Linked DNA regions of Muntiacus reevesi: region 1 is linked to region 2. The links are chromatin contacts, called in public Hi-C maps. All regions are on one chromosome and are shown on one strand. Each heading gives the region's core, a stretch centred on a gene start, on an enhancer-like site or on the middle of the called end of the contact. The rest is flanking DNA. Distances are from core to core; before and after follow the strand shown.

Evidence for each region. Hi-C and Micro-C count contacts between places; a contact is called where the count stands out from the background.
Region 1: a contact with region 2 is called in a Hi-C map of muscle, with 3 times the contacts expected there. The contact joins the promoter of AVL9 here to the promoter of LOC136171161 in region 2. A contact is called at or near these places in 2 of 3 Hi-C or Micro-C datasets (blood and muscle).

The regions. Positions count from the first base shown.
Region 1 is chr6:60,713,900-60,719,780 of mMunRee1.1, reverse strand. It overlaps AVL9 (AVL9 cell migration associated), which reads left to right and starts at 1,901. Exons shown (of 16, transcript XM_065938657.1): 1 at 1,901-2,243. The coding sequence starts at 2,151.
Region 2 is chr6:60,568,915-60,574,773 of mMunRee1.1, reverse strand. It overlaps LOC136171161 (retinitis pigmentosa 9 protein-like), which reads right to left and starts at 2,550. Exons shown (of 6, transcript XR_010663767.1): 1 at 1,764-2,550; 2 at 1,415-1,555.

The sequences.
Region 1 (5,881 bases), core at 652-3,151, 150 kb before region 2:
TCTTTCCACCCCATGAACTGTAGCCTACCAGGATCCTCAGTCCATGGGATTTTCCAGGCAAAAATACTGGAGTGGGCCCTGACCAGGATCAAACCCGGGCCCTCTGCATTGAGTCACTGGGCCACCAGGAAAGTTCTGATACAGATTTTATATTGCTATCACTGGGGTCTCCTACACAACAAAGTAAAGAGTTGGCATTCACTACACAGAGTTCTAAGATGCCCTGACCTTTCATCCTTTTAAAAAAAATGTTCAATTTCACTTCAATTTTAGCTAGGCTAATTGTGGAAAATGTCAAAGCAGATGGGAGAAAACAGTAACATATATATTCTGTATACAGGGAATGTTATAGTTTCACACACAGTTCTGAGTCAGTGCCAAAAATTTTGTAATACAGAAAAGAAATAGTAGCAACAACTTGAAGTTTTTCCACAGTATTATTAGCATTAAAACAATTCTACTGAATCACAGAAAGTATGTTCTATTAATAAGAAGAAAATGGAAATGAAAGTCACTCAGTCCTGTCCAACTCTTTGGAGACCTCACCAACTTTAATTATCTTCAAGGCTTCTCTATCCATGGAATTCTCCAGACAAGAATACCGGAGTGGGTAGCCATTCCCTTCTTCAGTGTGTGGTCCCTACCCAGGGATTGAACCCAGGTCTTCTGCATTGCAGGCAGATTCTTTACCATCTGAGCCACCATTATAGTTTTTCCCAGCCATGCTTAGATTAGAATGCAGGTCCTTAAATTTTAAGGCCAGAGTGGAAAACATCAACTATTAAGGTTGTCTAAACTAAGAGATGGGCAACTTGTAATGATAAACTTCACAACTAGTTATTGCAATAATTATGAATGCTATTTGAAGCAGGCACCTACCCTCAAACTGCCCTGGACAAGACTTGTTAAATCTGCTATTATTTCCACTATTCACTTTAAATTGATGTGAAATGAGATTCAGTTTCTTTTTTAATTCAACTAGTACAATCAGTAAGGAAATAAAAACCTCTGATGATAACTCCATGTATTTTGTGCTGATCAGAGCACTAAACCCAGATGATAGAATGAAAAAAAAATTTTTTTTTAAATAGCAGGACTAAATTGGCCTTTCCTGGTGGCTCAGACAGTTAAGAATCTGCCTGCAATGCCGGAGACCTGGGTTCAATCCCTGGGTCGGGAAGATCACCCAGAGAAGGGAATGTCTACCCACTCCAGTATTCTTGCCTGGATAATTTCATGAACAGAGGAGCCTGGCAGGCTACAGTCTGTGGGGTCGCAAAGAGTCTGACACGACTGAGCAACCAACACTTTCACAACAAAGCAAAAAATAAAATATCAGGACTAGAATAATCATTTTTACAGGTCTCCCTGTAAATTTAATTTACTTTCAAGGATATTCTGCATGAGGCCTTAAAACGCTTCCAAACTCCTATACATAATATTTCAATAAGGAAAAAACACAGAACGAAGCAAAAGAGAAACTCTGGGTAAGCAAGTAACTTAAAGGTTGAATACACAGATGTAGAGCCGCACCAATATGTCTCCATGTTATCAAAATTTAAGAATAAAAGGCAGAGACTCCAGGTCAGAGAGGCGAAGGGAAGGAGGTGGAAGAATTGGATACACGGAAAATGAAGGGGAAAAAAGGCAGGAAAAAACTGACGGAAGAGATGGGTAGGGGAGAAGATTTTAAGGAGGAAGAGGCAAGGACAGAGGAGGAAGGGGGAGAAGGTCGCACAGAGAGTGGGTGAACTGGGGACAGGTGTGCCCAGCGGCCCCACCAGGCCCCGCCCTCGGCCACGCCCACCCGGCGCCCCCGCCCCGCTCCCCAGGCCCCGCCCCACCACCAGGCCCAGCCCCCTCAGGTCCCTCCCGATCCTGCCCGTCCCGCCTCGCCCGCGGCGGCCCCTGCATCAGGTGACAGCCCGGAAACAGCGGAAGCGGATGAGGGAAGCGCGGCCGCGGCCCGGGAGGGCGGTGCAGAGCTGCAGGATCCTCGGCCTCCTCCCGGCCCCCGCGCGGCTCTCATGCGGCTCCCTCGCTGACACCTGAAATCCACCTCTCGCTGTCCTCCTGGGGATCGCGGGGTCGCCGAGCTTGCCGCCCTTGGCGGTTGAAGTCATCGTTGTGCGGGCCCGCGGAGGTCGTCCATGGAGAAGATCAGGCGGGGCGGCGATGGCCCCCCACGGGGGCCGGTCCTGCACATCGTGGTGGTCGGCTTTCATCACAAGAAGGGCTGCCAGGTGAGAAAGGGGCCCGTGCCCGCCCCCTGCCGTTCTGGCTTTCGCGCGCCGCCGACACCCACGCGGTTTCGCTCGGCTCGGACCACCCTCCAGGCCCTCTCCGCCCCTGAACTTGACTCCTCTCTCCTGATCCTCGCACTCACCCTCACCCTACCTGAAGCCCACCCCGCACACTCCCTGTTTTCTCCTCCCCCTGAAAATTGTATCTTGAACAGCGGAGGAGCTATGTGTCGGTATGTTGGGGTTAGCAGATATTTAGGTTCTTCCGTGGAGTCAGAGGAAGGAATCGATGGTCGGCCCACTCTCTTCCTCATCCATCTCTGTCTCCGTTGACTTTCTGGTTGTCTGCTTTTAGTGGGATTCCCTTAGAAAAAAAAAAATCAGCACTTGGGCTGCGTTTTCAAGGTAATGAGCTCTGGGCTTCCGCACGAGTACCTTAGGATGGTCGAAGCACATGCGGCACCGTGGGAAAATCAACTTCCTTTGTTTATCTGTGAAAGCCCTGGAACCCCTGTTAGGCTGATGTACTGACTCCGCCCCCCTTCCCATTCGGCCTTCGAGTTCCTATTTAGTCTTGCCCAGATCTTGCCTTTTGGTGAGAGATAGACTCTCCAGCTCAATTGCAGTGAGGGGAAGTGTTATTTACCGAGCAAAGAAACGTGCAAATATTAAGTCATTTTTGAGCTTCTTCACTGAAATGGTGAACGGGAACAATAGGACATCTGCAATCTATGTATCGAAGGCAGAGGAACAAAGGTAGAGGATTATTTAATGAGTGCAGACACTGGAAGGCAATGATGTCATAATGTGCTAGTGAACAGTAAATTGAAATGCTTAAAGTATTAAAAATGCTGATTGCTACCGCTAGGTAATGTAGCATTTCAAAGAAAATGTAATATTTTAGAAGACTGATTGGCAAAATTTCAGTTCATTAGAGGATAATGACAGAAAAGTGATGGAGTGAAGGTAGTTGTATATGTATGTGTTTTAAAGACAGCTTCACTTAAAAATATATTCCTTGTCCCTCAAGTAAAAATGACATAGAAAGTTACCAAGGAGGAAGTGACATTGTTCAGGGTGGTATTAGAAAATTCCAAGTAACAGCAGTGGAATGTATACGTTTTTTAAATGTGGCCTTATATTTGGAGGTAAGAAAATAAGTATTTGAGATAATTGTACTATGGCATGTAAGTAGTGCCTTTGTGCTCAGTTGTGTCTGACTCTTTTCGACCCGTGGACTGTAGCCCCGCCAGGCTTCTCTGTCCATGGGATGCTCTAGGCAAAAATAACTGGAGTGGGTTGCCATTTCCTCCCCAAGGGATCTTCCCGACCCAGGGGTAGAATCCACGTCTCCTGCATGGCAGGCGAGTTCTTTACCACTGGGCCACCTAGGAAGCCTGTAAGCAGTGTTCATCATCCTTAGACTTTTAATACTTTAAAACTTCATCTAGTTGTATGACAATAGCAAAGAGATGAAGTTTTAAAGTATTAAAAATCTAAGCATGATGAACACTGCTTACCTCAGAGATGGGTGAAACAACTGAAGCTTGGAGGAAGTAACTGATCTTGCCAAGGTTATGCTGGAATCAGAATTGCCTTGGCACCATGCGTGTTCATTCCGCTGAGCCACGTGGTGTGAAGGAGTCATCTATGAAAAAGTAAGGAGTGGGTCCTGTTCACAACCAAACGAAATTTTTAATGACAAAAAAGAAGGAAAGGTAGGGAATAGAATAGAATAGAATAAAATCTTTTAATCATTGCTGTCATCTAAAGTCAAGATTAATTATTATGTGTTCTTCCTGTTTTGTTGGTAGGAGTAATATAATTTATGTTTCCAGTAAGGAAAAATGATTTATCGTATGAAAAATATATGCTGCTTAGGGATTAAAGAACACTAAACAACAGCTTGTAAGATGAAGCAGAACTCTGCAGCAACCTGGATGCCATGATCTTTCTCTGACTTTTGTGTTCAGTCCTGCGATTGATTGTTTTGTGTGTTTTGGTTTTTTTGGCCGCGCTGCTTGGCTTGCAGGATCTTAGTTCTCCAACCAGGATTGGAACCTAGGCCCCAGCAGTGAAAGCACCAAGTCCTAACCACTAGGCCACCAGGGAATTCCCTAAAGTGAGAATTTATAGCCAAGCAGCAAAGTGGGGGCCAGTGGCTGGAAACTTACTACATCAGGGTTAAGAGGGGGTTTCTAGCTAAAACCACCTAACAGGATACTTGATAAAAGTAGGCAAGGCAGAGATGCACCTGGAAGCCCAAAGTCAGAGCCTCATTGGGAAGAGAGTTCAGAGGAGCCTGACCTAGTTTGGTTAAGGAGAGCCTCATTGTCAGCATTGACATTGAAGCCCAGATGTCCCTAGTCTTTATAACTGCATCTGTTTTAGTAGTACTTTTAGGTTGTAGGCTTTTCGTAGAATGGAAAAATACATGCCTTGTATATTACAAAAATATTTTGTTAATCTGCATGATGCCTCATGGAGACAAAAGCAATTATTTTTTAATACACACACTTGCTGAGTGTTTGCTTACCTGGGGTCCTGATAGAATTGAAGAGAATGCAAAGGGTTCTGCCACAATGCAGTGAAAGATGCATTGTTATTTTCTTATTGCTTACTGAAAACAGCTTTTTAAAAAGTATACTTAAATATAATGGTGGAAATCGAAGAGCTAAGAACCTGGTTTTGCAAATGAAACAATTTTTTACAATTTGTCAAAGTCAAAATGCAGTGAGTAGAAAGAACTAGTGCATATTCTATAGTTTTTACTTGTAATAGAACTATTACTATTTCTCACAAAAGTTTTAACTCACTAGTAATCTGTTTCTTTTTTTTTTTCCTATTGCTCCTCTAATGGAAGTTGGGTGGAGAAATGACACTATGATTTCTAGGCTCTAAAGAGAGTTAAAACTGTGTGAGTTAATGATCTGAAAAACTTCTAAAACCGTCTGTGGTGGTAGTCAGGTGGTGCCTGCTGCTGCTGCTAAGTCGCTTCAGTCGTGTCCGACCCTGTGCGACCCCATAGACAGCAGCCCACCAGGCTCCTCCGTCCCTGGGATACTCTGGGCAAGAACACTGGAGTGGGTTGCCATTTCCTTCTCCAATGCATGAAAGTGAAAAGTGAAAGGGAAGTCGCTCAGTCGTGTCCGACTCTTAGCGACCCCATGGACTGCAGCCTACCAGGCTCCTCCATCCATGGGATTTTCCAGGCAAGAGTACTGGAGTGGGGTGCCATTCCAGGGGCTGCTAAATAGCCACTCTGCTCAGACAGCAGAGCAAATGAATGAAAAGGCTCTCACACTGAGTTGGTTGATAAAACTGACAGATCAATGCAGTTAAAAATAATTAAACTTTTGCTGGAGACATAACTTAGTTAAATTTATGGAAGTTCATCCAGCTGGAATAGGATGTTCAGTTGATGTATAATAGTATAGGAAAAGATGGGAAAATAGTTTGTTCAACTATATTTCTAATTTTTGATTGCCCTACTTTCCTCCCTTTTTTGTCTTAGTTTTTTATAAAATATCAAGAAAGTGTACTAGAAATCCCAATATAAGTCATACTGGGTTTTCCAGGTGGCGAAGTGATAAAGAATCTACCTGCCAATGCAGAAGACAAGAGAGATGAGGGTTCAA
Region 2 (5,859 bases), core at 1,301-3,800:
GATGCTGGGAAAGATTGAAGGCAGGAGGAGAAGGGGACGACAGAGGATGAGATGGTTGGATGGCACTACCAACTCAATGGACATGAGTTTGAGTAAACTCCAGGAGTTGGTGATGGACAGAGAGGCCTGGTGTGTTGCAGTCCATGAGGTTGCAAAGGGTCGGACACAACTGAGTGACTGAACTGAACTGACTGAATAGTATATGAAGCAAATGAAAAATTGAGGCTATTACTACTCAAAAGACAATAGTTATACTAGAAAACAAAAAATCACACCGTCTGACTCAAAAGCTAGCAGCACTGCATAATTATAACAATGTTAGTACTCACATTGATTAGGGAAGTTGTTATATCATAATGGAACTCAACTGGAAGGATGGAAACAAAAAGGGCAAATAGGAGAACTAAATCTTTACAAGAAGTTAATAATGTCTAAAAGTGTTGAATGAACAAAAGCAGTATAAGCATACAATTTAGAAATGTGCAGTTAAATCCAAGAAGTGAAACCTAAAAGAGTTTGCACATGGAAGTCTTGGCCCTATTAGGAGAGAACTGGGGGTAGACGGTTGTGGAGGGAACTATGGGGTTGAATGAGGAGCGTGGTAACCCACCACTATTTTTTTGTAGGATTTTTAGTAAATACTATTAATATTTGAGTTTTTAAGATATATACAAGTATTACTCTGATATAAATTAAACTTTATGAAAATCAAACACAACTCTGAATTAGAAAAAGCAAACATGTTTGTAGCCTAGCCAGTTTTAAACCTGTGAAACTGGAAAAATCCCATTGGTCTGAGAACTGAGGACACCTCAATTCTGCTCTAGCGTTGTTGGCTAAACAGGTCAGTGACTTAACCACTGAGCCTCCATTTTCTCACCTATAAAATGTTATCATCTTTCTCCTGTCGGTGAAAAAGTTCTGTGAGCTTCAAAATAAACATATAGAGTATTAACCACCATCTGGCATCCTATAGTTAAAGATACTGAGCGCTGAGTGGGCCTAAGTCCTGCCTGAGTCCAGGGTGTCCAGAAGGAGCCAGGACTGTGGATGCTAGCAGTATAGCTCCTGTAGCCACAACCATTGTTCACTGAGGCAAAATTCAGCTCAAGAGCCACAGTGAAAAGTACAGGTCAGGCTTCAAGGAGGCATGCATTTTGTATCAAAGCTCCCAGAGGGGAAGGAGAAAGATTAACCCTTTGAGGACCTTTCCTGACATGTCTATCTCAGCAATCATGAGAAAGTCGGCAGTGAGAAGTGCCTGTAACAAACAATTCAAATAACTAACTGAAAACCAAACTGAGAAAAGTTCCACTTATGAAGTTGATTACAGGATAACAGAAACACGGAAAAGAAAGGGTCGTTAATCCAACTTTCCCACCTGATGTTTATTTAAATCTCCTTTACAACCCACCCTTCTCTCAGTGGTCATCTGGACTCTCCTCCATCCCTCGGAAGCTGGGGGAGCACACTGCCTCCCAAGTCAGGCTGACACGGGTCCTAAATTCTTCTTCTTGCGCTGGAACTGGCCTCCTAGTAGCTTTCACCCTTAACCCTGGTAAAAAATCCTAAGGACCAGAGAGAACAAGTCTACGCGCTCGTCTACGTGACAGCTCCTTCCGAGTAGTTAGGAGCCAGGCCCTCACCCCAGTTGACTTCTCTTCGTCACCGCACGAACGTAACGGGACTGGGCTTTCTCTTCCCTTATTAACAGCAGATGAAAAGGATGGGGATTTTAACCCGTTCACAGCGCGCCCCCTGACCTGAGAGCGGGAAAGACCAGGGCGCTCAGCCGCACTTCTGGGTTCAGTCCCGGAGTCCCGACCAAGCGCCGCCGCCGCCGCACGAGGACTAAAACCGCCGCTTCCTGCGGGGGAAGCGCCCGCCGCCGCCGCTCGGGGCCGGGACGAGGCTCGGGGGAGGAGCCTCCCTCCCTCCCGCCAGCCGCTGGGAGTCTAGGGTCCCGCCGCCGGGATCAAAACCGGCTTTGCGGGGCCGCGAAGACAGCGCTTCCTCCCTGCCGCGACCGCCGGGCCTCGCAGCGCCCCCTCCTGCCGCCTCCCCGCGCCCGGTTTCTTCGCCGAGGCCGCCGGTCCCCAGCCTCCCGACGAGCCGGTAGGACTGCCTCCGGGCGACGCAGCCTTAAGTCCGCACGCGGAGCGCCAAAACCCGGCGGTGGGGTCAGCGGGTGCCGCAGGCCGGAGCGCGCCCCCTGGCGACGGCCGGGAGCCCCGGCGCTGAGGATGCTGCGGAGGGAGCTTGAACTCCCACTTGGATCTCTGGAAGCATTTCTCCTGAAGCCTTCAGGGATGTAAGCTGTCAGTTGCATTGAAGCCACCAAGCTAAGAAGAAGCCCAAACTGACAATTGGGAAGATTGATGCCAGGAGGAGAAGGGGACGGTAAAGGATGAGACGGTTGGATGGCATCACTGACGCGATGGACATGAGTTTGAGTAGGCCCCGGGAGTTGGTGATGGACAGGGAAGCCTGGCGTGCTGCAACCCATGGGGTTGCAAAGAATCGGACACGACTGAGAGACTGAACTGAACAAGTGGGGAGAGATCACGTAAAGAGGCCCTAAGACTCAATAAAAAATGGGATGTCAGGTCAGACCCCACTGGTGCATGCCAGGGATAAATCTTAAGTGGCTCACAGCAACCAAGCTAGACCAGAACTGTTTTCCCCATCTCGGGGAGGCTTTGTTGCCGGCCAGTTATGTGCCTAAAGTAAAAGAAAAGAAAATGGAAGAAGGAAAAAAGAAAGAGAAAAGACAACAAACAGTATTTAAACCCAACAGGTGACCTTATAGCATGCAAGCAAATAATCTGAAAACGTTAGTATATACTTCTATGCAGAAAGCAATTGCGTTGGATTTTTCTCACTTGCAATTGAAAAAAGTCAATTCAAAGTCAGTTTGCCTAACACAATGATTTGATTTCTCAGCAAGAAGATCTGGAGATTGATAATTACATTTTAGCAAGTATTAGTAAAAATTCTTTTGAAAACAACAGTGGACCAAAATCCAAATAAAAGAAAAATTTTTTTTTCTTCTTTCAGCAATAGCTCCCTACATGTGGGATCTTAACTCCCTGACCAGGGATGGAAACTGTGCCTCCTGCACTGGAAACTTTGAGTCTTGACCATTGGACTACCAGGGAAGTCCCCAAATGAAACTGTTCTAAGAAAATAAAATTCAGGAATTTATTGACTTACATATGTGAAATGTCATAGGATAAAACTTCAGGAATGGCTGGATCTAGGTGCTAAGATGTTATAGTTAGCAGGTTCTCTCTCAGCTTTACTTTCCTTTGTATTACTTCGTTCTTTGCAATTTCTCCCATGTGGGGAAAAAGATGGCCACTGGAAGCCAAAGATGGCCAACAAATTAGCGGTCCTAGCTGAAAGAAACTTTCCCTTTCTCAGTTTCAGTAAGAATTCCATGTATTATACTCATTGCCTTAGCAATTCTTTATTACCCAGGGCCATCTCTCACATTCAGCCCCATTTTCTGATTATTTTGATAAACTCAGTATAAGAGCATCTAGTAAGCATGAGACAAACGGGAGGGAATTCTTATCCTGGTGGTTATGATTCTGAATCATTATTGTGTCCTGTCATCCTTTGTTTATGCTTATACTTGGATGGGTGTGCAGGTACAGTTCCTTTCCAGAAATAGAGAGTAAAGTGATTATTACCCAACTGTGAACACACATGGAGTCACCCTTCAGTTTGTACCAGGGCACCTAGCCCAGTGAGTGAGCGATGCTTTCTTTATTGTCCCTCCCTGTTCCATTCTCAGCTTCAGTCTTTTCTACCCCTCTGCTTCATCCTAAGATGGCAGATTCACTCTCAAGGCCAACAAGAGGGTCTTGGTGTTTGTCTAATTGTAAAGGGGTGGCTGCAGCTAGTCCTGACTGTGTTACTGGATAGGTTTGAAGCCTTATTATTCCCCCCCCCACACACTAAATGTTTGTTTATTTCTGGCTGTGCTGGGTCTTCATTGGTGCTTGGACTTTTCTCTAGTTGTGGTGAGTGGGGACTACTCTCTTGTTGTGGTGCACGAGCTTCTCACAGTGGTGGCTTCTCCTGCAAAGCACAGGCTCTAGGGTGATCAGGCTTCAGTAGCTGCAGCACGTGGACCCAGTGATGGTGTATGGGCTTTAGATGCCACATTGCATATGGAATCTTCCCGGACCAGGGATCGAACCTGTATCCCCCCGCACTGACAGGTGTATTTTTAACCACTGGACCACCAGGCAAGTCCTATTTCTAATCATTTCAACTGGCATTCTATCTAGTCACCAATAGGACTGGAGGGAAAATTGCAGACAACGTGTTTTCTTTGATGCTTGGAAGGGAAGAGGGAGACAGCTAACATAATTAGCAATCTGTGGCAAAAAACTGGTTGACAAACCAATTGCCATTCCCCCTTCATTTCTTTGATCACACCACTCTGGTTTTGTACAAGAAGTTTAGGTGGCCATCTACTTCAGTGGAGGCCCTTTCCCTCCTCTCTGGAAATGAATCTTAATTAGTCTTAAACCAATCATAATAATGCAATTTCTCTTCCACTGATAGATTAGCAATGGGCATGGGATGCAATTTCAGTCAATGAGGCAGGATGGGAGGGCTGTAGGAGGGAGGGTTTCTGGAAATGCTGTCCTTGCTCTTAATAAATGATACTTGGAAAGATAAAAAGTCCCCTTTCTGCCTCAGGATGGTGTTCTATGTAGGTGGTATCTGGATCTAGGGCAGGCATCTTATAATTACAAGGGGTAGCAGCAAACCCCCTGAGGAGGAAAGGAAAAGAAGTCACCAGAGCACCCGAGGTTGTTCTAGAGACACTTCATTAACCACTCCTGGAGCTGCTTCCCATCCAGACCTCCTCTTCTGAGAGTTAGTATGTATGGGTTAAGTGATTTTTGAGTTGTTTTCTATTATTCATAAATAAATGTTATTCCTTACATTTCCATATTACTTTGCAGATTTCCACCCCTCCTAAACTGCTTCACTTGATCCTCACAGAAACTCTCTGGAGACAGGCAAGACATCTTACAAATAAGGAAAGTGATGCTCAGAGAATAGGGGGATGGGTGGCCCTACAAGCAGGTCGGACTGATTTCTAGTCCAGGATTTTTCATCAAACCACATGGCAACTCCAGGTGTGTTGTCCAATACTGAAGGTGGGAGAATTTCTTGGAAAATCCTGGGAAGGGAGAAAAGACACTGCTACTTCACATTTGCTTCACGTCAGTTCAGATGAATACTGGCCTCTTTATCCCTGGTTCAGTATGTACCAAGCTAAAGTTAATAGCTTACATAGCTTAGCCTCCAGGGTTTACTGCTTTTGGAAGATCTGATTCATGCATGAATCCTTCTTTATTTCAGGCTCAATGAAAAGTGGAATTCTTTCTTTAGTGCCTAGTTTTACTTGCCAGATTATGTTTGTAATTTTCCCACTAACTTCTTATATGGAGCTAGATTGAAAGAACCTTTGAAGCTCCAACACTCTGGCCGCCTGATGCGAAGAGCTGGCTCATTGGAAAAGACCCTGATGCTGGGAAAGATTGAGGGCCGGAGAAGGGGACGACAGAGGACGAGATCGTTGGATGGTATCACTGACTCAATAGACATGAGTTTGAACAAGCTCTGGGAATTGGTGATAGACAGGGAGGCCTGGCGTGCTGCAGTCAGTCCATGGGGTTGCAAAGAGTCGGACATGACTGAGTGACTGAACTGAACTGAGAAAGAACCTAGTTTTCTGATACTCATTCAGACCGATCCTATTTCAAATCCCCCTTCAGTTCTTCCTCCAGGATGCTCCACAGCTCCATCCTGGCCTCAGACCTTTTGTATGTT